7 separate regions of the Mus musculus genome follow, and all the other regions are linked to region 2. A link is a contact called in public Micro-C and promoter capture Hi-C data. All regions are on one chromosome and are shown on one strand. Each heading gives the region's core, a stretch centred on a gene start, on an enhancer-like site or on the middle of the called end of the contact. The rest is flanking DNA. Distances are from core to core; before and after follow the strand shown. Region 1 holds the start of Layn (layilin). Region 2 holds the start of Fdx1 (ferredoxin 1). Region 3 overlaps Pou2af1 (POU domain, class 2, associating factor 1). Region 4 overlaps 1810046K07Rik (RIKEN cDNA 1810046K07 gene). Region 5 holds the start of Pou2af1 (POU domain, class 2, associating factor 1). Region 6 holds the start of Sik2 (salt inducible kinase 2). Region 7 has its middle 12 kb from the start of Gm32742.

Region 1 (3,268 bases), core at 501-3,000, 890 kb after region 2:
GTATCCTGGGAGGTGGGAAGTATTGGGGTCATTACTGTAAGCCACTACACTCAGTTAATTGCATCTGCTAACAAAGCCCCGATATGGACCAAAGTCAGAGTGTCAAAGGGAGAACTGAAGACACAATTATTTAAAGCAATGTGGTAGTTTCATAAGTGAAACAGATCTTGTAATATTAGAAATAAATTATTTAAGATGACATTAAGTCAAGTATAACTGCACATTTTCATACATATTTGCCTCGGCAAACCATCACAAAACTGTTATGGCAATTATTAATGCCATCAAGATATATAATGAATAAAATGACTTGCCAACGGACACACAGACACCAAGGAAATGCAGCGTTTCAAGCAGACCATCAGGTGCCACTTCTGTGTCCCACCACCACCACAGTTGCTTTGCTGGGGAGACAGTCTAGAGAGAATGGTTGGTGTGAGATAGTCTAACCGGAACACAGGAAAGGGTTGCCAGTCCCCACCTGTTGGTGCCGGGGTTCTGTAATCACACAGCTCCTGCTCTGTTCTCAGCTGGAGCTAAGACAGATCCATCCCTACTCCTGCTTTATCTCAGGCCTGTTTAGAACAAGTGTGTCAAGAGTGTGGAAGCACCTCTGCTTCGTTTCTTAAAAGATTTATTTATTTGCATTTTATGTGTTGTGGGTGTTTTCCCAGCATGTATGTATGTATGTATGTGCATCACATGCAAGCCTCGTGCCTCTGGGCCAGAAGAAGACAGGAGATCCCTGGAACTGGAGTTACAGTTGATTGTGAGCCACTGCCCGGTGCTGGGATTGAACCCAGTCCTATGCAAGAGTAATGACTGCTCTTAACCACTGGTCCATTTCTCAGGGCCCCTTCTCTGCTTTTCTGACTGCTCTGCTGAAAAGCTGGATAAACAGGAAAACAGAAGCAAACTGGAACCAAAATCCAGAAGGCAGTAACCGAGATGTGGTTTCTGCTACGCTTCGCAATACCATAGTATACCGGAAAGATCAATGAACTCTCAGCTTTCTACTTCATAGATTTTCGATGGGAGACTGGATCTACTGTGCGAATGTATTTGAGAACACACATGTAAACACAACTACTGTGGGAGTGTAAAGGGGAGCATACACTTGGGTTGGTTATGAAAGCTTCCATAGGAAGAATAGGATCATTCTTTGCAACGGGAGTCATTTTTCTGTCCACCAAAAGCTGAACTCCACTAAACCACTCCTATCTTCCAATATGTGCCCTACACAAAGCAAAGTGTCTTTCTGGTTGAGATCTGGAATACTCTAGCTTCTGCTGGAGGTCTCCCTCAGGCCAAGTCTGAAATGCCTCTAGTCAGTAGACACACTGCCTGCTTGAGAATCTGTTCCTCCCTTGCTCAAGTTCTTTCCCAGGTGCTGCCCTGGTCTGACGCTTACTGTGGTGTAAGTAGGGGTTTTGCTACTTTAGCCCACTAGAGCTGGGTAGTGATGAGGGCAAGAGGCTATACTGTTTGAAAGTACAGTACCCGCTTTCCACCTTCTGGGAGTTCAAAAACTAGTGGGATTTTTCTCTTAGGCAAACTCAGAATCTCCCTGGGCGGCTCTCTGCAAAGAGCGGCCCCTTCCGTTGGCTACTCCCCCTGAGTTAGCAGTTTCTGGAGTCCAGAGCACTAGACGTTGGGGGCGGGCCAGCCCAAGGGGCTGCCTTCCCCCGCAGTGACGTCCCAGGGGGTGGATGGGCAACCAACGACTCAGAGCCCTCCCGGACTCCGCCCAGTGCGGGGTCTGTGGATCCTTGGGAGATGCAGCTGCCTTGGTTGCAGTTGCTCAAACGCAGTCGTCTACTTGCCCACTTCTCTGCCTTAGTCCCAGGGTGTCGGGAGGCACTGGAGTCCAGCCATGCAGCCGGGAGCAGCGCTGCAGGCTATGTTGCTGGCGGTGCTGCTGGCCAAACCGAGGGATTCGAAGGGTCGCCTGCTGAGCGGTGAGTGTGTGTCCTGGGGGAGAGGGCTGGTGCCAGAGCACCTGGGGTTGATGCACCCAGTAAACCTCAGCAGTTGAGGACTGTCTTCAGGGTCACTGCACCCTGGCCCCTTTATGTAGTGGGGCAATCCCCAGATCCAACCCCGGACCCAATCAGCCTTCTTGAATTCTCTGCTTCCAGGGAGCAAAAATGCAACCAGCTCCAGTTCCTGGGGCCACCCTAGGTATCCGCAACGCTGGAAGTCAGTTCTCTCCCCGGGGTTACTAAGGGGTGAGGAGGATGTAGCTTGGGTGGGGCAGTTGGCAAACTTCTTCCAGTGAGTGCCCCTTGAGCGCCATGCTGCCTGGACCCTTCTAGTGGAGGCAGCCGATCCTGGATCCGCAGGGCTATGGGAACTGTACCTGTTACTCTCCTCTGAGGGGAGGGTGGCTGGCCTGGAAATGCTTGGAGATTGGGAAAGCGCCTAGTTAGCCAGGAACCAGCCCTGCCAGGCTCCAAGAGTGACTCTCTGCTTCCTTCCCTGTGTGTGTGTCACTGCAGCCTCGGACTTGGACCCCAGAGGAGGTACAGTGGTCCGACTTCTTTCTTGTTCCACTAGGTCTGCATGGGGCGCGGGGGTGGGGGGGGGGGTTGGGGGGTGGGTGGGAGGAGCGTGGGCGGGGAGCGATCGGTATCTTTTTATCAGGTTCCCTTTGGCCAAGAGGGATGGAGTAGAATTGGAATCTCCACTGTATTCTAGCTTGTGGGTCTGGTTTAAGAAATCTAACTTTGGTTTCAGGATTGGGAGGGGGTGTTTGGCTAAGCAGAGGAGCTGCTGACGCCACTGGGAGGGTTAGGGCTGCATGGCTCTGTGCTTGGTGACAGGAGACCTCCTGCCTGCCCTTCCCCTTCCTGCAAATGAGAAAAGAAAGACACTTCCTGAAGGCAGGGGAACCAGATGGGTCCTGGGCCTCCTTCCAGCTCTGGTACTCCCTAGAACTCACTAGCATACACTAGACATATGCCGCCAGCCTGGACCATACAGGAAACTCTATCAAGGTGTTAAGCTTTCTCTTGGCAGTCTGGCCTGGAAAGGCAGGCGGGACCACTAGTAAAAGCAACTGCAGCTTCTCTTGTACCAGGTTTGGGGGTGTTCAGGGCTCTTTGCAGTCCTCCAATGCCTGCATTCTCCTCTCTGGAACACTTCCCCGGTGAGAAGCCCAGCATCTGAGCACTCTCATCCGCTGGGAGCCTGTTCTGTTAGAAACCTCTAACAAGGCAGGCAAGTACAGGATGCTCCCAGCTCCTTGTCCACTGAGAGTTTATCAAAG
Region 2 (3,029 bases), core at 470-2,969:
ATACACACCCTGCCAAGCAAAGCTTGTTCTTCTACAGGAGGACTGAGATGGAATGCATGCCTTGCCCAGTTCTCCTATGGTTGAATCATCTGATGAAGTTTTAGGTTTTGGGTTTAGGACTGAAAAACAACAAAAGCCTTCTCATCAGGATTTCTTCACCCCTTTCTAACCCGAGTTTTAAACATGATGTTAGCCCAAAGACTAAGGTAATCATGTCTACACCCTGCAGGTTCAATATCCATATGTCCTCTAGAGAGACTTTATACAGGTAGACTATCTCTTTAAATATTCATTTTAAAAGTATTTATTTTCTTGAGGTGTGCATGTGTATTCATGGGGTCAGAATGAGCATGTTCTGGGCATGCATGAGCTACCTGACTATGGGTGCTAAAAACGGAATTCTGCTCCTCTGGACGAGCGGCAAATGTCCTTAACACCTGACCAGTTTTGCACCTCTTAAGTATTACTTTTTAAATATTTTTATTTAAAAATATGTGTGTGTAGGTACGTGTATGCCACATGTCAGTGGGTGCCTGTGGAGGCCCGAGGGCAGAGGATTACTGTGAAACTTGGAGTTACAGTTTTAAGTTGGGAGCCAACTGCAGTGGGTGCTGAGAAACCAAATAAGATCCTGTGCAAGCTCAAGAAGTACTCTAACTGGTGAGCCGTGTGCTCAGCCTCTTGAGAATACCCTTTCTCCTCCCAAATGTATGTGTCTGCCTGAATCTATATCTAATGTGTACCATGTGCATGCCTGGTGTCCGAGGGGCCAGGAGAAAGTTTTGGATCCCCCGGAACTGGAGTTACAGAGAGTTGTGAGCAGCTCTATGGTTTCTGAGTCTTGAACCCAGGCTCTCTGCAAGGGCAACACACATTCTTTACCCCTAGCTACGTCTCCAGCCTCAGCTTGAATATTTAAGTAGTCTTTTACTGTCTTCAGTTCGCTTGCAACATGTGCTTCTGTCCTTCAGCACCTTATCAGGAATGCTCAAGATGATGTATGTATTGCTCATGGTCTGTGACGCAGTTCCTTGCCCTAATTCACCTAACCTCCAGAGTGGCCCTGAGTGTGAGCTTATCCGCAGTCATGGAAACTCTTATCCTCCAAGAGTAATTTATCCAAGGTCTCTGATCAACATAGGACTTAGGTTTGGAGGTTGCGTATCTGACCACAAAAACTCTTTCAAAAATGTACTAGCAATGACAACGTGCGCGTTTTAAAAGTCGGCTTTCTAGTTTTGAAGTCTGTTGAATAGTTACTCATTTAAGAAAAGTTTCCTGTTAACTTCTCAGGATTTTATATATTCAGTTTGTCAGTTCAGGCTGACCGTTATTACCTGCTTTCTTCAGCAGCCCTAAATAGCAAATTATTGATTATGAGATAGTTTATGCTTTTACCTATGCATGTCTCTCTTCATAAAAATGCCTATTGGCATTTTAAAACTTTGTATAACTCTCTGCTGTCCTGTGTAGGAAAAACCTAGGTCCCTTTTGCTGTAACTTGTATTCTAAAGTGTTGGAAACTGTGATAATTTGCTTTGTTTTTGAGGGTCTATGGCAAAAGGCAAAAGTTAATCTGGTGGCTTTTTGGTCAGTCCTTGATGAGTAATTGCTCCAGAGCGCAGAGCTGACTGCAGAAAAAGTTCAAGGTGAACTCTTAACCAGATCCCTGGAACAGTGCTCGGCCCCGCCCCGCGAAGGCGTGGCAGCGGCGAGGCGGGGCGCAGCCGCGGGTTATAGGACACGCAGGGCGCTCGCGGGAGTGTAGCCCTCTCGCAGCCGGACACGCGGGACCTACCCGACCCTCAGCACTGCGCAGGACTCCGCGGGACCCGGAACCTTCCGACAGGGTTATGGCGGCCGCTCCGGGCGCCCGACTCCTGCGCGCGGCCTGCGCCTCCGTCCCTTTCCGCGGCCTTGACCGCTGTCGGCTGCTGGTCTGCGGGACCGGAGCGGGAACTGCCATCTCTCCGTGGACCCCGAGTCCCCGCCTGCATGCAGAGGCCGGGCCCGGCCGGCCGCTGAGCGTGTCTGCGCGCGCGCGGAGCAGGTGAGGCGCGGCGGCAGCGGCGATGGGTCCCTCATCCCGCGGCCTGCGTTTCCGCCCGCGACTCCCTTCCGCCTCGCCTCTCGGTTGCTGGCCCCGCGCCGGAGAGCTCTTCCCGTGACCCTAGTCTTCTGGGCCTGGCTCGGGCGGTGTGGGGCGCTGGCTTTGGGGCTTCCTCGGTGGGTTGTCCTTGTCGACTTCGCCATTGGGGTTGCTTTGTGTTGGCCCTTTGTGCTGACTTCAGGTAGGGTAGGGTTTACACCCGCCCTGTTGACCCAGGGTAACAGTGTAGCCCTTATAGGATGATTTAAGGGATAAACGACCCCGTGAAGGTAACATTGCTCGTGCACCTGATTGAAAGTGAGGGCTCAGTAGGCAGCTGCCTCTTAGCAACAGTTCTGGGGGTCATAGTGTAGAGAATTCTGTGGTGAATGTTGAGAGAGAGAGAGAGAGATGAGAGATTCCCACCACCACCACCATGGGTGGAGATACTGGGTATATTTGTTCTCAAAAGCACGGTCCCCTTAGATTTACTAAAGACGAGATTTACTTACAGGTTTCTAAGTGTAGGGACAAGGTGAGAATCATATAATGTCAATGTCAATGCAAAACACATCTGTTACTTCAAAGGGAAGATGAAAGTTTCTTCAAAGTGAAACAAGAGTGGTTTTGGTCTGGAAACACAGATTAAGGTTTCCCTGGATTGTATGTTACTCGGTGGAAGAACTTAGCTCAACTTTTGTAGTCACAGTCCCAAAGAAAGTCACAAATCAATGTACTTGCCAAATATATTGCTGGGACACCAAGTGGATCACAGGATTATATAAAGCTAACTTACATAGATAGCATTTGGATCGGAAGCCGAATAATATGTTCCAAACGTCTTTACCTGGTAAACATGAAGCTCAGAAATAGTGTCTGGTGATACGTGGCCATTAAAGGCCTTCACTCAAGGTAACTTTGGCTGTCTCTAGATCTGTGG
Region 3 (2,949 bases), core at 271-2,770, 720 kb after region 2:
TTTACAAAAATGACTCCATAAAGATGGACAATGAAGGCAGTAAACTCAGAAAATAATTAAATGAATAAATATAATTGCACTTTTTTTTTTCCAAAATCACCCCTCAGAAAGAATTACTTGCTGCAAGGATGGAGTCTGGGTGGTCACCCCTCAGAAAGAATTACTTGCTGCAAGGATGGAGTCTGGGTGGGGGACATGACTGCCTTCTCAGGTCTCTCTTTGTGTCACATGTCCAGGGTCCTGACTGACAGCTTCACCAAGGCCTGTGGTAGAAGCCCAGACACCAAGCATCGAGAGAAGTCGCTCATGTAGCATAGATAACAGGAAGAGCAGTAGGCCAGCAAGATTTCCTCCCACCCTCTAAGCCCCCACTGCCCTGGAGAGTAAACCCGCCAACCAATACATATTCCACTGTGAAAATTGCCCAACAGACACAGTGGGGACAGCTTTCCCCTCCTAGAGCAACAGATCAGTTTGCAAGCTCAGCCCTACTGAAAGCTTCTTCCTCTAAAGACGCTCTACTGAGAGGTGAGAGGAATTAATAGACGAGAAATAAAACACTTCGGCACAGGAAAGTCATCTAACCAATCTTTATTGAAAATGTTGCAAATGAGGCTCTGGAGGAAATCTGTTTGGATGCCTGCAGCCAAGACGTGAGGTCTCAAGATAAGAAGCGAAAAAGATGCCAATTCAATCCCAGCAACCGCTCACACTACTTTCTTTGCTGTTTTGTTTGTTTTCCCAGTGTTAACTCCTCTGTGATTGCCTCAAACTCCCAAGTAGCTGGGAAATCTTAAATAGTGTTTTTAAGTGCAACAAGGTCTTAATTAAATAGGCTGAGGCTTCCCTCTCCCTTTCTTGTTCATGGTAACCACCAACAGAAGTGTAAACCTACCATTCAGATCTAGCATTTAATCTAAATATTAAAGAGGAATAACAAATTCAAGCTAAGTATACCAGGACTTCAGGTAGATAATGAGATGTCTGAATCAAAATAAACACAAAGCAGAGAAAGAAAGAAGAAGAAGAAGAAAAAAAAAACAGGTAGCTCTAAGTTTTCATTGGAAGCAGAAAGAAAGAGGGTGGGATATCAAAGAAACTGTCATTTCTAGAAGATCTATTGGTTCTACATGGATTCTACAGACTAAAACTTGTGTATGTGTAATGATGGTATCATTAGTAAACAATGGGCCAGTTCCCAAAGACACATCCACTTCAGGAGCAAAGCACTAGGAGACAGCAAAACACTCAACAGCAAGTGTTATGCTTCTCCAGCAAAAACTGCAATAAAACTGATAAAACTGAAAATGAAGGCCAGTGGGCCTGCTGACCAGGACTTCAGGACCCCAGAGACAGCCGGTGAGTGGGCGCAAGAATCCATAGCAACGCGTCAGGATGGCCCTGGGTGAGTCACAACAGGAATTAAAAGCCCACGTGGAAGGACTAAGTGCAAGCCTCCTCAATGATCGGCTTCACCTGTTTCTTTTCCTGTTGCTATGGCAATATGCTGACAGAAGTATTTTAAGTGCTGGCATCATGTTAGCGGGCCTGCAGAGAGGCAGAAATAAGCAGACTCGTCATTTATCCTCCATACCATATCCAGCTTTCCTCCTAATCGCTGACAAGAACAGCTAAACCACATTAAAGTGGTATTTTTTTTCAGAGCTGTTAGATCACTCCTTCCCCTGCCCCTCCTCACTCCCTCTCTAACCACAGACACACATGTGTGTCCTGCTGCTCCTCAGCCCCGTCTCCCATCACTCACTCACTGTCCCTACCCACCCTGATGGTCCTGTCCCATCCCCCTGTAACCAGACCAGAAACATCCACTTAGATAGTATATCTGGCCAAGGCTGAGAACAGCACACAAAACAAAACTGGGGCGCAGAACGTATCATAGAGTAGATCTATAAAGCTACTGCTACCAGGAAACAGGGGGCACCTGAAAGAAGGTTGCTTCCCCAATGATGTGCCACCAAAGGAAAACCCTGAGCTGCAGACTTGGTGACATTCCGTATAAAGCGTTGTTCATAATATCACTATCATTTGCCGCTCCAGAGGAAGAAAACTGGAAGGAGAAATAAGAAATAAGCAAGATGGCAGTGGGGGAAGGAAGGAAGCGAGGGAAGGAAGAAGGGAGAAAAGAAGGGATACAATTTAGCTTTAGGAAGAAAGGAAGCCTGTGAAATAGCTACTTCAAACAGAAGTCTGGGCTCTATTGAACACTTTTAAAATCTCAGCTATGGGTGAAACATCTGTTAGATGCAAGCCAGCCCTAAAAGCCCTCCACGGAGAGGGTGTGGTTGAGCTCGTACGTGTTGCTTTCCTCTTCCTCCAGAAGCAGCTTGTCAATGGTCAGGGAGCTGATGGCCCTTCTGGGGTCATCCATGTCCTGAAGGACTGGCTCTGGGATAGAGATGGGGAGCTGGACAAACTGGGGCCCAGACAGGGTTGGGGCAGGAGGTTGATACTGCAGGCTGGAGGTGGGCAGTGTGGAAAGGGGCTGAGGCCACGGGAAATAAGTGAGGGGCGCCTGGTGCTCGGGACCCTCCAGCTGGGGCCCCACCGCGGGTGTAGCAGTGCTTCTTGGCTGTGATGAAAAACATAGGAGCAATGGTTAGCAGAACTGGGGTGCCCACCTGCCTCCTTGCCCCCATCATGATCTATTATACCCCACCTTCCCTTACTGGTGTTACACTTAATGGGGCTCCACCTCCTCCTGCTCAGTCTCCTAGAAGAGAAAGCTTGACACGTTTCAGCTGTGTTCCCCCCCTCTTCTAACGGTATGCTTCTGCTACTTCCCAACTTGGAAGCTTCACTTTTTCATGAAAGAGGGTACAGAAAATAATGATGTCATACCCCTGAAAAACTAAAGGCCTTATAGGTTTCACTGAATATAAAATATATTCTAATTGCAAAAAAACAAAAAAAATGAAAGAAAAAACCCTT
Region 4 (3,187 bases), core at 462-2,961, 650 kb after region 2:
TATTTCCACCCTTGAACTACAGCTCGGGATTTCATTTTTGAAGACTGAAACCTTAAAAAGCGTATTCTCTTCGTTCAGCCTCTTTATTTTGGTTATTAATTTTTAGATGTTCTCATCTCTCTATTTAGCATTTAAAACAAATCTCTGGAGGCTAGGGAGATGGCTCAGGGGCTCAGTGGGTAAAGTGCGCTCTGAGCATGCATGGGGACTTCGGTTTGTATCCCATCCACCCAAGTAAAATCTGGGCGTGGTGGTGTCTGCTCATAACCTCAGGGCTGGGGCCAGGAAGGGAGGAGAGAGCATGCAGATTGTGGAAGCTCATTGGATAGCCAGTTTGTAAAGAGACTCTATCTCAAATTAATAATAATAGTAATATTAGTAATAATAATAATAATAATAATAAAGTAAGGAGCTAGGGAGATAACTCAGTGATAAAGAGCTTACTGCACAAGCATAAGAATCAGATTGCGAGGACTGAGTCCATCCATGGAGATAGTCCTGATTTCTGAGTCTCAGCTTCGTCCCATAGACATGGGGACAGCAATACCCACCACAGGCAGTAACACGAGTGAAATTGGGTGATGTCTGCAGAGCACATGGTGCGTCATGTGACATGTCCTGCATGCTCGGCATGCAGTGGCTTTTATGAATTTATGACAACTGTCACTTGATAAGCACCAGAGAAAGTAAGTGCCAACCTCAGCCAGATGCACGCCAGATTACGGGGTGTTCTGAGAGCAAGTTGGGGAGTCAAGCTCCTCCCACCCTCAAAACTACCATTTCTAATAGAATGGAAACATGTCAAACCTCTAACTTTGTAGGTTATGGGGGGAAAAAACTACTTATTCTGAGTGAACAAAACAGAAAAATGGCAGACATGAGGGTCTTTTCATGAAATGGAGTTTATTTTGTTGCTTGGGATTATTTTTAATTGATTTAATTGAATAATTATACATATTTGTAATACAGTATGATATTCAATATACATGTAAATATATAATTAACAGTGTGCCTGGCATAGCCACCCCTTCCTGCCCTGGTCGTTTCCTTGGTTAGCTGTATAAGCTACAGGGTCAGTTACCAGCCAGAGCTTGATTCTGATGTGCACAATGAGACTTTCAGTTTGCCTCTTCTACTCAGATGCACTCTTCCATCTGAGAGTCATGCACTCTCCCTCCCTTCTCACCACACTCACCTCTGCTGGCCCTCCCCAGCTTCCAGTACCCACTCTAGGAGATGACTTTGTAGAGGCTGCAGATGTCATGAAGAACAAGGAAAACTTGACTTCCGAGCCTGTTTTGTTTAACATAATGGTGCCAGTTCCATCCGGGCCACCACAATTACAGCTTTCCTCCTTTGTGTAGCTGAATAGCATCCTATTACGCATATCACCTCATCTCCAGCTATCCTGTGGGCAGCTCAGGTCACTCCTTGTCTTAGAAGCAGCAAGCTTCATTGGACACTGTGCCAGTGTCTGTCACCCTCTTCCCTCCTGTGGGTCAAGTCAGTTGAACGTCCAATCTAATAGCTACAGCTAAGATATCCCAATATTGCTTCACTCTGCAATATTAAATAGTCCAAACCTTAGCTGCTCTCAAATAAGGATTTGACTTATTCATCATAAACTCTATTTTATGAAAAGCCTTGCTTCAGACGGCAGGGAGAAGATAAAAAACCAGGGGGTGCTAGCAGCTTCCTGACCTGACAGGACTTCCTGAAGCTATTGCTCCTCAGCGCGAGAGGGTCTTGTGAGAGGTGTACAGGGGAGGGGATCATAGTTCACCACAGCACAGGTTTCCTCCTTTCCCTGCTGGGCAGAGTTGTTTTTCCTTCTAACTCAATGGATTTCCTCAGACCTCAAAACATGTTCCACCCACGCCCCACCATAAGCACACACACACACACACACACACACACACACACACACACACGTGCGCACGCACCAAACTCCAGTTCCTAATTTCCAAAGCCGACCTTAAGCAAAAAGTAAATCCTCTTTCCTCAAATTAAACTGGAGTTTTAAAAGTTGGATTTGCAAGAAATATGGAAAAACAGAAAATCACATAAAGCACAAAAACAATCCCATGACCTAAGTTTGACACTAAGTTTAATATCTGGACAAGGACTGGAAAGGGTGGTACAATTGTATTGTTTATCCTTTCTCATAATAATAATAATAATAATAATAATAATAATAATAATAATAACAGTTGGCACATATCTGTCCCAACACTGGAGAGATAGAGGCAAGAGAGGCAGGAGTTCAAGGTTGTCTTCAGCTATAACATGAACTAAAAGCTACATGAGACCCTGTCTCAAACACTAACCATAATAGCTGTTATTTACTGCTGAGCTCTGAAATAGAGACTTTACACATATCTCCCTTTCTGTATGTTAAGATATATTCACTTACCAACAAGAGCGCAGCAGCCTCCAAAGAAAGTCAGGTGGGAGAATGAAGAATCAGGTGGAAAGCTGCAGCGCTTACATTGGACCCAGATTTATGGGACTCCAGAGGTTTTCTTTCAACTGTTCGATGTGTCGTCACTATGCATATATTTTCAAGACTGGCTCTCAGGTAGCTCAAGCTAGTCTCAAATTCACTATGTAGCTGAAGATGGCTGAAGTTCTGCTATTCCTGCCTTCACCCCCAGAGTTCTGTGAGTACAGGTGTGGACCCCATGCCTGATTTTTGTAGTTCTAGCATCAAACCTAGGAGAGGGGTTTTTTATATATATGCTAGACTAGAATTCAAGCAATTGAGCTACATCCTCAATTATATTGACTATACTGCCTTCTTAAATGTATATATTCATACCAAGGTGGGACAAGGCTTGGAGTCACCACTAATTTTCAGATCATCATACCAAGCTTCAGACTCCATGTATAAGATGACGGGTTCCAGTTATGTCTTGTGCCCCCCTGACCCACACACACCCTCCACATGTGATCTCCATACTTACCATTTCAACAGATATGTAGACTATCCAGGAAATGCCCCTCCACGACCAAGACTCTCCTTTCAAAAGGAGATTTAAAAAAAAAAAAAAAAACAAAGACAAAAACCCTAGACTCCCCAAAGGTTCTCATTTCTTTTAACAATTTTCTCTAGTTCAATTTCCAAATCTGCTACTAACGCACAGTCCACGCTCGCTCGTCATCCCTCCCCCCCCCCACCCCGAGACCA
Region 5 (3,299 bases), core at 276-2,775, 750 kb after region 2:
CTTATTAAGAGCAGTTATACATGGTGGGATTACTTTTCACTCCATTCTAAATATGCAAACTCTAAGAGTTTAAAAACTAAAAGCAGCTCACACAAAACTCAAGTGATTTCACTTGAAGCAAGAGGGCATATTGGCACTTTGAAGGACATTAAAATCCATGTTCCTACAATCTCATAGTATTTACAATGGTGTTGGCTGCCACTCCGCTTCCAGAAAGATAAGGTTTTGCTCTGGTCACCTTTTTGGATGAGTTCTAAGCTACCCAAACTAGAATCTGTGGTCAGAAATCTCAAGTCCAAATCAAAGTTCATTTATTTTTATTTAAACAAAAAAGTCTTGCCCATATCAACAATGGGGTTAGTAAACTGAGGCACGTTGGGATTGCTTCTCTGAGTCACAGATGAAAAGAGTCAATTTCAAAGAATTTGGGAATAGGTGGGTGATAAGGGGACTATGTCACACTCTAATCAATGGAACACTATTGTCAGATTACTTTTTATAAGTAAAACCACGATTTCTTTTTCTTCTAATCTGGATTATCACATAAATTTGATTGAGGAATGCTATGCCTAAACCAATAAAAGATGTTTTATGGAATTAAACATCTTACAAAGAAAGATAGGGAAATTATAGCTCTTTGCTTGAGGAAGTACAGTCCTGAGCCTTAATAAGGTTCCCCTTTTGCAAGACTCTTGAGTTGACTTTATTTGCCTCGTGAAAGGAATGTTGTAAAGAATGTCTATATAGCCTCCGTTATCGATAACACAAGATTTTTTTCAATCCACAGAATGGAAAATACAGTTCATGGTTTGTTCCATTCAAGTCCAGGGATTAAAAATCAAGGTCAAAGATAAACAGTTTTTTTTTTGCAGTGGAACACAAAACCAACCATTGCCACAGAATAAGGAAGAAAGTGAAAAGAGGAGAGAGAGAGAGAGAGAGAGAGAGAGAGAGAGAGAGAGGTTTCATAAGACTGAGTTTCCACCCCATCCCTACACATCTACAGGAGGGAACCAACTCTGGCAGAATTCAGCTAGAAGTGGGCCAACAAAACTCAATAACAACCTGCAGAACTGGGGTCCATGAAAGGAAAGGTCCTCACGTGAAGAACGGCTCCTAACCCATATCATATGTGGTTTCCGTCTCATGAATCATAATCTGCCCTTCTGTCACCTCAGTGATTCATGCACAGAATCGGAGATGCAATGAGCTGTCCCCACCTTGGGACACTGGTTCATTCCCCCAGGTTGGAAAATGAGCATCATCTCCAACAGGCTCCATCTCACCCACCTCAGCCCTCCATGCCCCCGAGGCCCTGACGAGACTGGGTGCTCCCATCACCAACAGTAGCTCTCTATTCCTGGACCCTGCCTCTGCTTACTTGGCTCTGACAGCCACAAGCAAAGCACTTACATTTTTGCCAGAGCATGGCTTGTGACAGGATGTTGCCTTTTCTCTTTGAAGCAGACAGTTTGGCTTCTTTAATGTGACTGGGCGTGCTTTCCTCCCGTGGAACCACCGTTTACTCTGAGGCTGTTTCTTCAGCTTTTTAAAGGCCCGAGTTCCCGCTGAGAGGGGCCACGTCATCACATCCTCCTACCTCAGGCAGAGCTGTACTTTTTTTTCTTCAGCAACACCGCCTGTCAACCCACTGTGTGCACCCCCAAGGCCCCCACTGGCTGGAGAGTGCTTGAGACACAGGGCCAGCCAATTGGGACTAACCACCATACAGCACAGGAGGCCAAGGCCATTTGCACACAGCCACGGTGTTATGCCACATAGGAGGAGCATGAGAGTCTGTATGAACGCAAAAGGGTGGACCATGAGGTCAAGGATCAGCGCTCCTTGAGCGATGAGGGGTCCAAAGGATAATACAGACAACACCGAGCTTTCTCTGGCACTCACATACAGTTCCACACTATCAGGCCATTTACAGGACTGACCTTACCATTGGTCCCAGCTCGACGGGAAATGCGATTCCCAGGGGTCACTATTCTCACCATGGGAGGAAACACCTGCCCTCTCTTCAAGCCTCACTAACCAGCCTCCTCGTTCTCGGTGTTGCTTTTCTGTTTATTCCACTTTAAAATGTAACGGCTCCTCCCCTGGCCCCAGTCCCTGGCAAAATGGCGGCATGTAATATTGTTTAAATATAGGGGTCCCTGTTTCAGACGGTTGGTTATGTACACAGAAAGGGGGAACCGACTCGCTCAAAGAAGAAACAGAGACACTCAGGCTTCTTAACTGAAGCTGATTTCCCAAAGGTGACTTAATGGATTTAGGAGTACCAGCTTATCATAATCCTAGGACCCCAACACGGCTAATGGAAAGCCTCTCAAAGAAAGAGTAATGGATTCCCCATCCGCAGTACATACAGTATGGGGCTACATTCTGCCACTGTGTGTCTGAAACAGACTCATAGGCTCCATTCCAGTGACCCAGTTACTCTCAGGTCAAGATCATATGGTTATACCCCCGGGGTAGTCCAGAGTCCTTGCTGGTTTGCCTTCCATGGTGCCTCAGAGTGATCTAATGCATTCTGGGTCTGATCCTTCATTCTCCAGTGTTAAAAGCCTTGCCCTAAAGGACTACAGCTCAGTAAGGTAGCACTTGACTGGAATGGGTAAGCCTGAGGTTCACACTCCAGTACCACCCTTTAGCCACAGAGCTGAGACACTAAAGCCTTTCACAGTGAGCCAGTTGCAAGCTCTTTTTTTTTTTTTTTTTTTTTTTTTGGTTCCGAAACAGGGTTTCTCTGTGTAGCCCTGGCTGTCCTGGAACTCACTCTGTAGACCAGGCTGGCCTCGAACTCAGAAATCCACCTGTCTCTGCCTCCCGAGTGCTGGGATTAAAGGCATGTGCCACCACGCCCGGACGTTTTTTTTTTTTAACTTATTGGCCTCACCTGCTGGTACTCTCTCCCTGTCTTCCCCATCTGAAGAGAAACCCAACCCCATTTCTTTCATCAAGGTCCTACCAATAACGCCATGGCAGGCAAAACAATTTTGTGACTCACCCCCTGAACTTCCTGGCCTAGAAATGATCAGTCCCCTTCTCTCTGTTCCTAGGGCATTATGCCCGTTGTTTACATCATGTGTAACTGCCACATGACGCTGTAGGCACCTCATGGAGGCTTTATCTTTGTGCCTATGTAAGACAGAGAGTATGCTAAACCCCCAGTAAAACTTCACCTAATCAAGTTATAAATTACACCTCTAATAGATGGTCTGCTTGAGGAGAGGTCTTGAGGAGAAACACTGGTCACACAACACAATAATCCAACAGAGAAGCCTCACTCC
Region 6 (3,047 bases), core at 239-2,738, 950 kb after region 2:
GAGGGCATAGACATTTAAGGGGGCTTATCACATATACAATATTTCTGAGAACCTGTCTAAAAAAAAAAGTAAAGTGACAAAATGAAGTATGAGCTCCTTCTAAGATTTTAATGTAGGCTGGGAATGGTGACACCTGCCTTTAATCTCAGCACTCAAGAGACTGCCTAGTCTACATGGCAAGTTACAGGCTATCTAGGGCTACATAGTGAGATGATGTTTCAAAAACAAAAAAAAAAACAACAGTCCCAAAACAATAAAACACTAGGGCCTAAGAGATGGCTCATTGGCTAAAGTTACCTACAGCAACCACCCCTAGGACTCACAGAGTGGAAGGTGAGAACCAACTCCCACATCCTGTCCTCTGACTTCTTACACAAAATAAAAAGTAATGTGTGTTATAGTGTATTTCCAAAATTGTTGGTTTTTGATACTTAGATTGGCTCAGATTTGGCACTGGTGGGCCCCTTCAAGCTGGCTTCTGACATATTCTTCCTGTTGTATACAAGGAATCCCCTGGTTTACTCATATTAGATCTTTCAAGAGCATCTTATACTTGCCCCCGCTGTCATTACTCCCAAACGAGTTGCGTTTCTTTTAATGGACAATGGGTACCCAGGAACCAAGGTCTGGACACACATAATATATTTCAAGATATTAAAATGTTGTGTTTACTTAGGTCACCATATGGAAGACTGGTGTGATGGGTTATAATTAGAACTCTAGCATTACCTGTGTGACGTTGGCAACTCCCTTCATTCTGGCAGCCTGCTGCGTCATCTGGAAACAAATCGGATTAGATACTTTTTAACCGTTTACAAGTTCCCAAAGCGTTTTAGGATAATACCGGGTCACCTCTCCACAGAGACATGCTCAACTAACATGCTCAACCTACATTTCAGAGGTTCCAGACTCCGAAGCCCATTAGCAATTCCAAATTCCGGGCTTAATCATCTCTGGGGTCTCTTTAGCGCTGACATTTTTTTTTTTTTTCTGCAAGTGACCGACTGCTGTGAGTAGGAATTTAGACGTCAAAAAGTGGAGAGACTTATTTAGTACTGACAAGGGAGCTAAAATGAACACAAAGAAAAGAGGCTGTGAGCAATGCATTGCTCAGCCACGGTGCTCCTCGGGCTCCAAATTTAGCGCTGCAGTCCGCTGAAGAAGAGGTTTTGGCGGGAAGGGCTGCCCCGGCGGAGAGCGCCCGCCAGGCGACCCTCCAGGAGACTGGCCCAGTGCATCCTCCGCACGGCCCACCAGGGCTCGCTCTTGCGCTTCTGCTGGAAGGCAGGAGGAGCGGGGCGGGGCGGACGGCGACCCCGCCCCCGGCCGCGACGCCCTCCTCAGCCTTCTCAGGCCTCGCCGCGGCCGGAAGCCTCGTGCCCGCCCGACCCGCGCACCGCCCCTCCCTCCCGCCCCCGACGTCGGCGCGGCTGCGGTAGCCATGGTGACCGGTGGAGGCCCGCCCCCGCCCCCTGCCCCGGCCCCCTGACGTCGGCTCACGTCAGCGCCGGCGCGCGCCTGGCTGGGCCCTGTGGGGCGGGAGGGAAGCAGCGCCGGAGCGAGAGCCGCGGCCGTCGCCCAGAGCCCAGGCGCGCCGCCCGACGCCCTCCTGCCCGCTCCGTGCCGCTTCTTGCCGGCCAGTTCGTTCGCGTTCCCGTCGCCGTGTCCTGCAGCGGGGGCCAAGCATGGTCATGGCGGATGGCCCGAGGCACTTGCAGCGCGGGCCAGTCCGGGTGGGGTTCTACGACATCGAGGGCACGCTGGGCAAGGGCAACTTTGCCGTGGTGAAGCTGGGGCGGCACCGGATCACCAAGACGGAGGTGCGGCCCCGGGGTTCGGCGGGAGCGTGGCGCGGTTGCGCCCCGGGCGGGGGACGGCGGGCCTGGCACTGCGGGGACCGCGGGGTGCAGGTCGAGTGTGTGTGGGGTGTCCCCGGGAAGCCACACAGGCTTCCGTCCCGACTCTCCCACCCGGGAACCTGGTCTGTGGCCTCGGCTCCTGAGCACAAGTTCCGCGTCTTCCCGGCTTTCGGCTGGGGGTGGGGTGGGAGGGGAAGTCTCTGTGCTCCGGGGCCGCGCGGGGACCAACGTCGCCGGCCGGAGAAAGGGGACCAGCAGCTCCCAGGCTCGGCGGACGCGGAGCGCGGCCCGGACCAAGCCCTCCTCTTCTGCCCGGCGAGGAGGGGGTGACGCGGACCGGACTGGTGCGGACGGGCCGCTGTCCATCTTCTCTGGGCCCGCAGGGTCTCTGAAACGGTTCTTTGGCTGGCTTGATCACTTGCAGGAGGTATAGCAAATACACCAGACAATAGAGCTGGTTAAAAATGGTCATCTCAGCTCTGCACCGTTCTCTGGGGTTGTCCCTTTACCAGGTGTGCATGCTGGCTGCGAGCACGCATTCCTTAAGCCACATCAGATGGACTGTACTCAGCTCTCGACAGCGTCCTGACATTGACTCTCCAGCATCCTCCCTCCGTGCACTGTACATATTTTCTCCCCAAGTCTGCGTTCTTACCTAGCCCACCCTCTTCCTTCCATTGCCTCAAGCTGCTCTCCTCGGGGTCTCTATTTTAAGACGTGCAAATTAAATACCTTGGAAAAAAAACGATCGAAACAAAACCATTTCTTAGTCTACAACCTAGTGGTTTTGACGTACTCTATTCTGCCTTGTGATTGCCACTTGAGTTTCACCGATTTTCAGTTTCTCTCCCCAGTTTTCATCCTTTTCGGGTTTTTTTCCTACTATGTTCTTAAGAACGTTCTAATCTTTGACTATAGGACCTCCACCCCCACCCCCTGCCCAGGATGACTTACGCTTATGTAAGGTAAAGGGCATTTAAAAGCCTTACTGTTTTCTTAGCAGTTGTACTTAAAAGTTTTGCTTCATGTCCATTTCCATAAAGAAGGAGGACATGTCTAACATGTCTTCACTTTTTGTTTTGCCTCACAAATCCCTGACACACCACTTAAATCTTTCTTCTTTAGGGCATCAGTACCAAGGTCAAAATTTTTCCTTTCACAAATTTACCAGTGTTATGAATCTAGATT
Region 7 (3,001 bases), core at 151-2,650, 780 kb after region 2:
CTAGACAGAAAAGGATGGAGAAGCCAGAGAGATACTGCCAATCTTGAGATCTCAAGGAGAAACTGATCAAAATAGAAAAATCTAGCCCAATGCTCTCTTGGCCCTCTGCAAACCTTCAATTATATCTGAATTAGGGTTGTTTGTTTGTTTGTTTGTTTGTTTGTGTTCTAGAACTGCCGAAACAAAATATCACAACTGGGTGGCTTCAGGAAAGAAATTACTTCCTATCAGTTACGGAGAATAGACAGATGTGCACCGTCATCCATCTACTCTCCTGCCATGTGACAGGGTGTCAGCAGGATTGGCATCTTCTGAAGAGTCTCTTCCTGACTTGCAGGCAGCTCCCCTCACATCTTCACCTTCACATAGCCTTCTCTCTGTTCATGTGCGTGATGTAGTCTCTTCTTACAAGGACATTTTCATATTGGCTTATGGACCATTCATGAGTTTGTCTTATTTTCATTACTTCTTTCAAGACCCTGTCTCCCAGTATAGTCATAATCTGGCAGTTCTGGGAACCGGAACTTCAATGTACAATTTGGGGAGAAAATGACACAATTTCCCATAAGAAAAGCAACTCTGGTAGCCAGGTATGGCAGAATATACCTACAATCCTAGTGTGTAGGATATTGTGGTAAGCTTGAAATGAATACGGGCCACACACCAAGACTGTAGAAGAAGGGGGAGGTAAAGGAAGAGAATGTGGAGGGAGAGAAAATGAGGAAGGAAAGAAGTCAACAATGGCACTTGAGAAGTGCTAGGGAGCTTTCCTTAAAGACAGAAACAATCAATCCCAGAGCCAAGATACTGAAAGAAAACTCCATTCACACCAGTGACCAAACTTAATTCTATTTTGCCAACACCACTTGATGTATACACTGCCTTGTTCATTCCCCTTTGCTGAATAATGGGGTCACCCGAATACTTCTGTATTTAAGTCAAGGGCAAAAGTAGTCAACAAATGTCTCTCCATTGGGACTATGATAGAAAAAATTATATGGATGGAGACTATCTCCAAAGAAAACTACTGGCTTGTTTCTCAAAACTCATCAGCAGAACACAGAGGAAAGTTCCAAATGCCTAGTGTACTGGCTCTGTGGAGAAGTGTCAGGCTACCGACAAGCAGTGCTGGTGGATTTCAGAGTGCCAGCCAGAAATAGGGTGAGCAAGACAGAACCAACATGGGGCATGAAGAGATCCAGTCAGTGGCATGACCTCCCCTTCCTGTGGCTCCTTCTGTTGGCTTTTACAGAGTCTTGAATCCTCAGCAGCCTCGGATGCTCTTTACCACTGCTTGCCAGCTGGCTGAGCATCATTTTGGAAAGGATTACAGGATGTGGGCTCCCTGATGAACTGATGCATTGTAATCGGACTTGGCTTAGCTTGATTTCACAATGCCAAGGCAACGGAGGGGGACGCTGCTGACTCAGTGCGAGAAAGCCTAAAGGCAAGCTGTTGGGGGAGTGATTGAGGATGAGGCAGGCCCACAATGAACAACTAAAATGGCTTGTGATGCTCAGAGCCCAGCACCTAAGATACAGCCCAGTTGTCTGAGGAAAAGAAAGTTCCTAGTCTTCTCGGTGGCACCTGAGTAGACCTCAAGGTGAAAAGCCCTGGAGTGCTCACAGAAACCAGCTGCCAATTTCCCTGCCTGATGTTGAAGCTTACCCCCAAACCATCTCAGGCAGGCTAGATGCCACCTTCTAGAATCTCATCCTGAAATTGCATCAATGCCACATACACCAAACTAAGATGCTAGATCTCCAGCTGCAAGCCAGAATATCAGCACCAACACATCTTCCTGAGCCAGGTGATAATCTGGGATTGGCCTGGAGAAAACCACTTTATTCCCCCTTTAGACAAATACTGTATCGATAGAAAGCAGGCAGTAAGCATAGTGGGGAATTGTCTCTGTGTCAGTAGAGACTCTGGAACAGACAGGACAGGTGAGACCATGATCATCTCTCAGAAGAGATGAGACTCAAAAGTCCCAGGAGATACACACAGAACTACATATGCTGTCTACTGTCCTCCCCTTTGGTTGATAAGAAGAACATCATCTACACAACTTGAGGAATCTCTCTTCACAAGACCAGGAGAGTATTTAGCACTGGCCTTCTGGTGAACCTATTCATTCATTCAGTCAGTCAGTCATTCAGCCAAAACATCTTGTCCAGCACTCAATTTATACAAGATATTATATTGGGTATAGGAAAGGATAAACAATAAGTCTACATGCTCTTTCCCAATGAAGTTCACATTCTTTCAAAGAAGAAAGACACCTAGGCTGGAGTCTGGAAGGTGAATGGCAAGTACCTGAATTAAAAGATGAGCTCCAGAAAACAGGCGTGCATGAAGGCTTTAAGATTGAAAGGGTGTGGCAAAATCAAGGGATCTAAGGAGATATGTGTCAGATGAACCAGAAGAGCATATCTCTCAGGGAGAGCATTATAAACTTTCTAGAGGGTTGTTGCTGTTTGAGTAAGGACTGTTCCTTGAAGGCTCTAGTGTTAAAGGGTTCTAGTTTATGGGTTTTTGGATCACAAAGGCTCTAACCTCATTGGTAAATTAAGTTCTTGATGGAGCTATAACTTGGTGGCATTATTTGGTGGGGGAAAAGATTAGGAGGGATCTAGTTGAAGAGTGTGAGTCACCGGGGGTGTGCCCTAAAAGGATGTAGCCCATCTATGGCTCCTCTTTCTCTGCTTCCCAGTTTCCATAAGTGAGTGCCTTTCCTTGCCACACCCTTCCACTACAATGCACCACAGATCAAGAAACATGGGGCCAAGTTACTACGGCCTGAACCCTCTGACAACACGAATCAAGGTGAACCTTCTTTGTGTTGGTTTTCCTTGGGTATTTTTGTCACAGCAATGAAAAACTGACTGACACAAAGATTCTTATTTTCATCTGAGAGCAATGTGAGCTATGGAAGAGTGTAAGGGAGAGGAAATAATGATGTAATAGGCTATGTTGGCCTGAATACTCACCTACCTACCTC

The links. Promoter capture Hi-C pulls out the DNA fragments that hold promoters and counts their contacts. A called contact is a pair of places that touch in the nucleus more often than the background predicts.
Region 1: a promoter capture Hi-C map of hippocampal neurons shows a contact between it and region 2, with 5 times the contacts expected there. The contact joins the promoter of Layn here to the promoter of Fdx1 in region 2. A contact is called at or near these places in 9 of 39 promoter capture datasets (the 3T3-L1 cell line, the C10 cell line, embryonic stem cells and 3 more), 3 of 115 datasets of contacts at active chromatin or transcription factors (astrocytes, fibro-adipogenic progenitors and stem cell-derived neural progenitor cells) and 2 of 9 other capture datasets (adipose tissue and embryonic stem cells).
Region 3: a promoter capture Hi-C map of hippocampal neurons shows a contact between it and region 2, with 3 times the contacts expected there. The contact joins the enhancer-like site here to the promoter of Fdx1 in region 2. A contact is called at or near these places in 8 of 39 promoter capture datasets (the 3T3-L1 cell line, HPC-7-derived erythroid cells, cranial neural crest and 4 more) and 2 of 115 datasets of contacts at active chromatin or transcription factors (embryonic basal ganglia and neural tube).
Region 4: a promoter capture Hi-C map of the HPC-7 cell line shows a contact between it and region 2, with 9 times the contacts expected there. The contact joins the enhancer-like site here to the promoter of Fdx1 in region 2. A contact is called at or near these places in 16 of 39 promoter capture datasets (the C10 cell line, the HPC-7 cell line, HPC-7-derived erythroid cells and 11 more) and 9 of 115 datasets of contacts at active chromatin or transcription factors (the NIH/3T3 cell line, T-cell acute lymphoblastic leukemia, cardiomyocytes and 6 more).
Region 5: a contact with region 2 is called in a promoter capture Hi-C map of embryonic stem cells, with 4 times the contacts expected there. The contact joins the promoter of Pou2af1 here to the promoter of Fdx1 in region 2. A contact is called at or near these places in 6 of 39 promoter capture datasets (the 3T3-L1 cell line, 3T3-L1-derived adipocytes, embryonic stem cells and 2 more), 2 of 115 datasets of contacts at active chromatin or transcription factors (embryonic forebrain and memory CD8 T cells) and 1 of 9 other capture datasets (embryonic stem cells).
Region 6: a contact with region 2 is called in a Micro-C map of embryonic stem cells, with 7 times the contacts expected there. The contact joins the promoter of Sik2 here to the promoter of Fdx1 in region 2. A contact is called at or near these places in 4 of 39 promoter capture datasets (HPC-7-derived erythroid cells, hippocampal neurons, liver and 1 more), 1 of 484 Hi-C or Micro-C datasets (embryonic stem cells) and 2 of 115 datasets of contacts at active chromatin or transcription factors (astrocytes and embryonic forebrain).
Region 7: a promoter capture Hi-C map of hippocampal neurons shows a contact between it and region 2, with 2.5 times the contacts expected there. The contact joins the enhancer-like site here to the promoter of Fdx1 in region 2. A contact is called at or near these places in 7 of 39 promoter capture datasets (the 3T3-L1 cell line, embryonic stem cells, hippocampal neurons and 3 more), 1 of 15 datasets of contacts at CTCF or cohesin (the NIH/3T3 cell line), 1 of 484 Hi-C or Micro-C datasets (forebrain) and 6 of 115 datasets of contacts at active chromatin or transcription factors (T-cell acute lymphoblastic leukemia, astrocytes, embryonic forebrain and 3 more).

The regions. Positions count from the first base shown.
Region 1 is chr9:51,075,576-51,078,843 of GRCm38.p6, reverse strand. Layn (layilin) reads left to right here and starts at 1,750. Exons shown (of 8, transcript NM_001033534.1): 1 at 1,750-1,958; 2 at 2,499-2,522. The coding sequence starts at 1,874.
Region 2 is chr9:51,962,292-51,965,320 of GRCm38.p6, reverse strand. Fdx1 (ferredoxin 1) reads left to right here and starts at 1,719. Exons shown (of 4, transcript NM_007996.2): 1 at 1,719-2,050. The coding sequence starts at 1,854.
Region 3 is chr9:51,237,707-51,240,655 of GRCm38.p6, reverse strand. Pou2af1 (POU domain, class 2, associating factor 1) reads right to left here. Exons shown (of 5, transcript NM_011136.2): 5 at 577-2,590. The coding sequence ends at 2,276. Among named protein-coding and RNA genes, the nearest start is that of Pou2af1, 25 kb to the right of the region's middle. Within about 2 kb of position 1,520, at least 56 of the 459 cell types and tissues checked have an H3K27ac peak or open chromatin away from gene starts, as enhancers often do. A contact at or near this core is called in embryonic basal ganglia and hippocampal neurons, where this site is marked.
Region 4 is chr9:51,308,180-51,311,366 of GRCm38.p6, reverse strand. All of the region lies in intron 2 of 1810046K07Rik (RIKEN cDNA 1810046K07 gene), which reads left to right. Among named protein-coding and RNA genes, the nearest start is that of Gm39338, 3.3 kb to the left of the region's middle. Within about 2 kb of position 1,711, at least 1 of the 459 cell types and tissues checked has an H3K27ac peak or open chromatin away from gene starts, as enhancers often do. A contact at or near this core is called in the HPC-7 cell line, where this site is marked.
Region 5 is chr9:51,211,916-51,215,214 of GRCm38.p6, reverse strand. Pou2af1 (POU domain, class 2, associating factor 1) reads right to left here and starts at 1,525. Exons shown (of 5, transcript NM_011136.2): 1 at 1,414-1,525. The coding sequence starts at 1,429.
Region 6 is chr9:51,007,514-51,010,560 of GRCm38.p6, reverse strand. It overlaps Sik2 (salt inducible kinase 2), which reads left to right and starts at 1,488. Exons shown (of 16, transcript NM_178710.3): 1 at 1,488-1,820. The coding sequence starts at 1,686.
Region 7 is chr9:51,179,165-51,182,165 of GRCm38.p6, reverse strand. No RefSeq gene overlaps it. Among named protein-coding and RNA genes, the nearest start is that of Gm32742, 12 kb to the right of the region's middle. Within about 2 kb of position 1,400, at least 41 of the 459 cell types and tissues checked have an H3K27ac peak or open chromatin away from gene starts, as enhancers often do. A contact at or near this core is called in the NIH/3T3 cell line, T-cell acute lymphoblastic leukemia and hippocampal neurons, where this site is marked.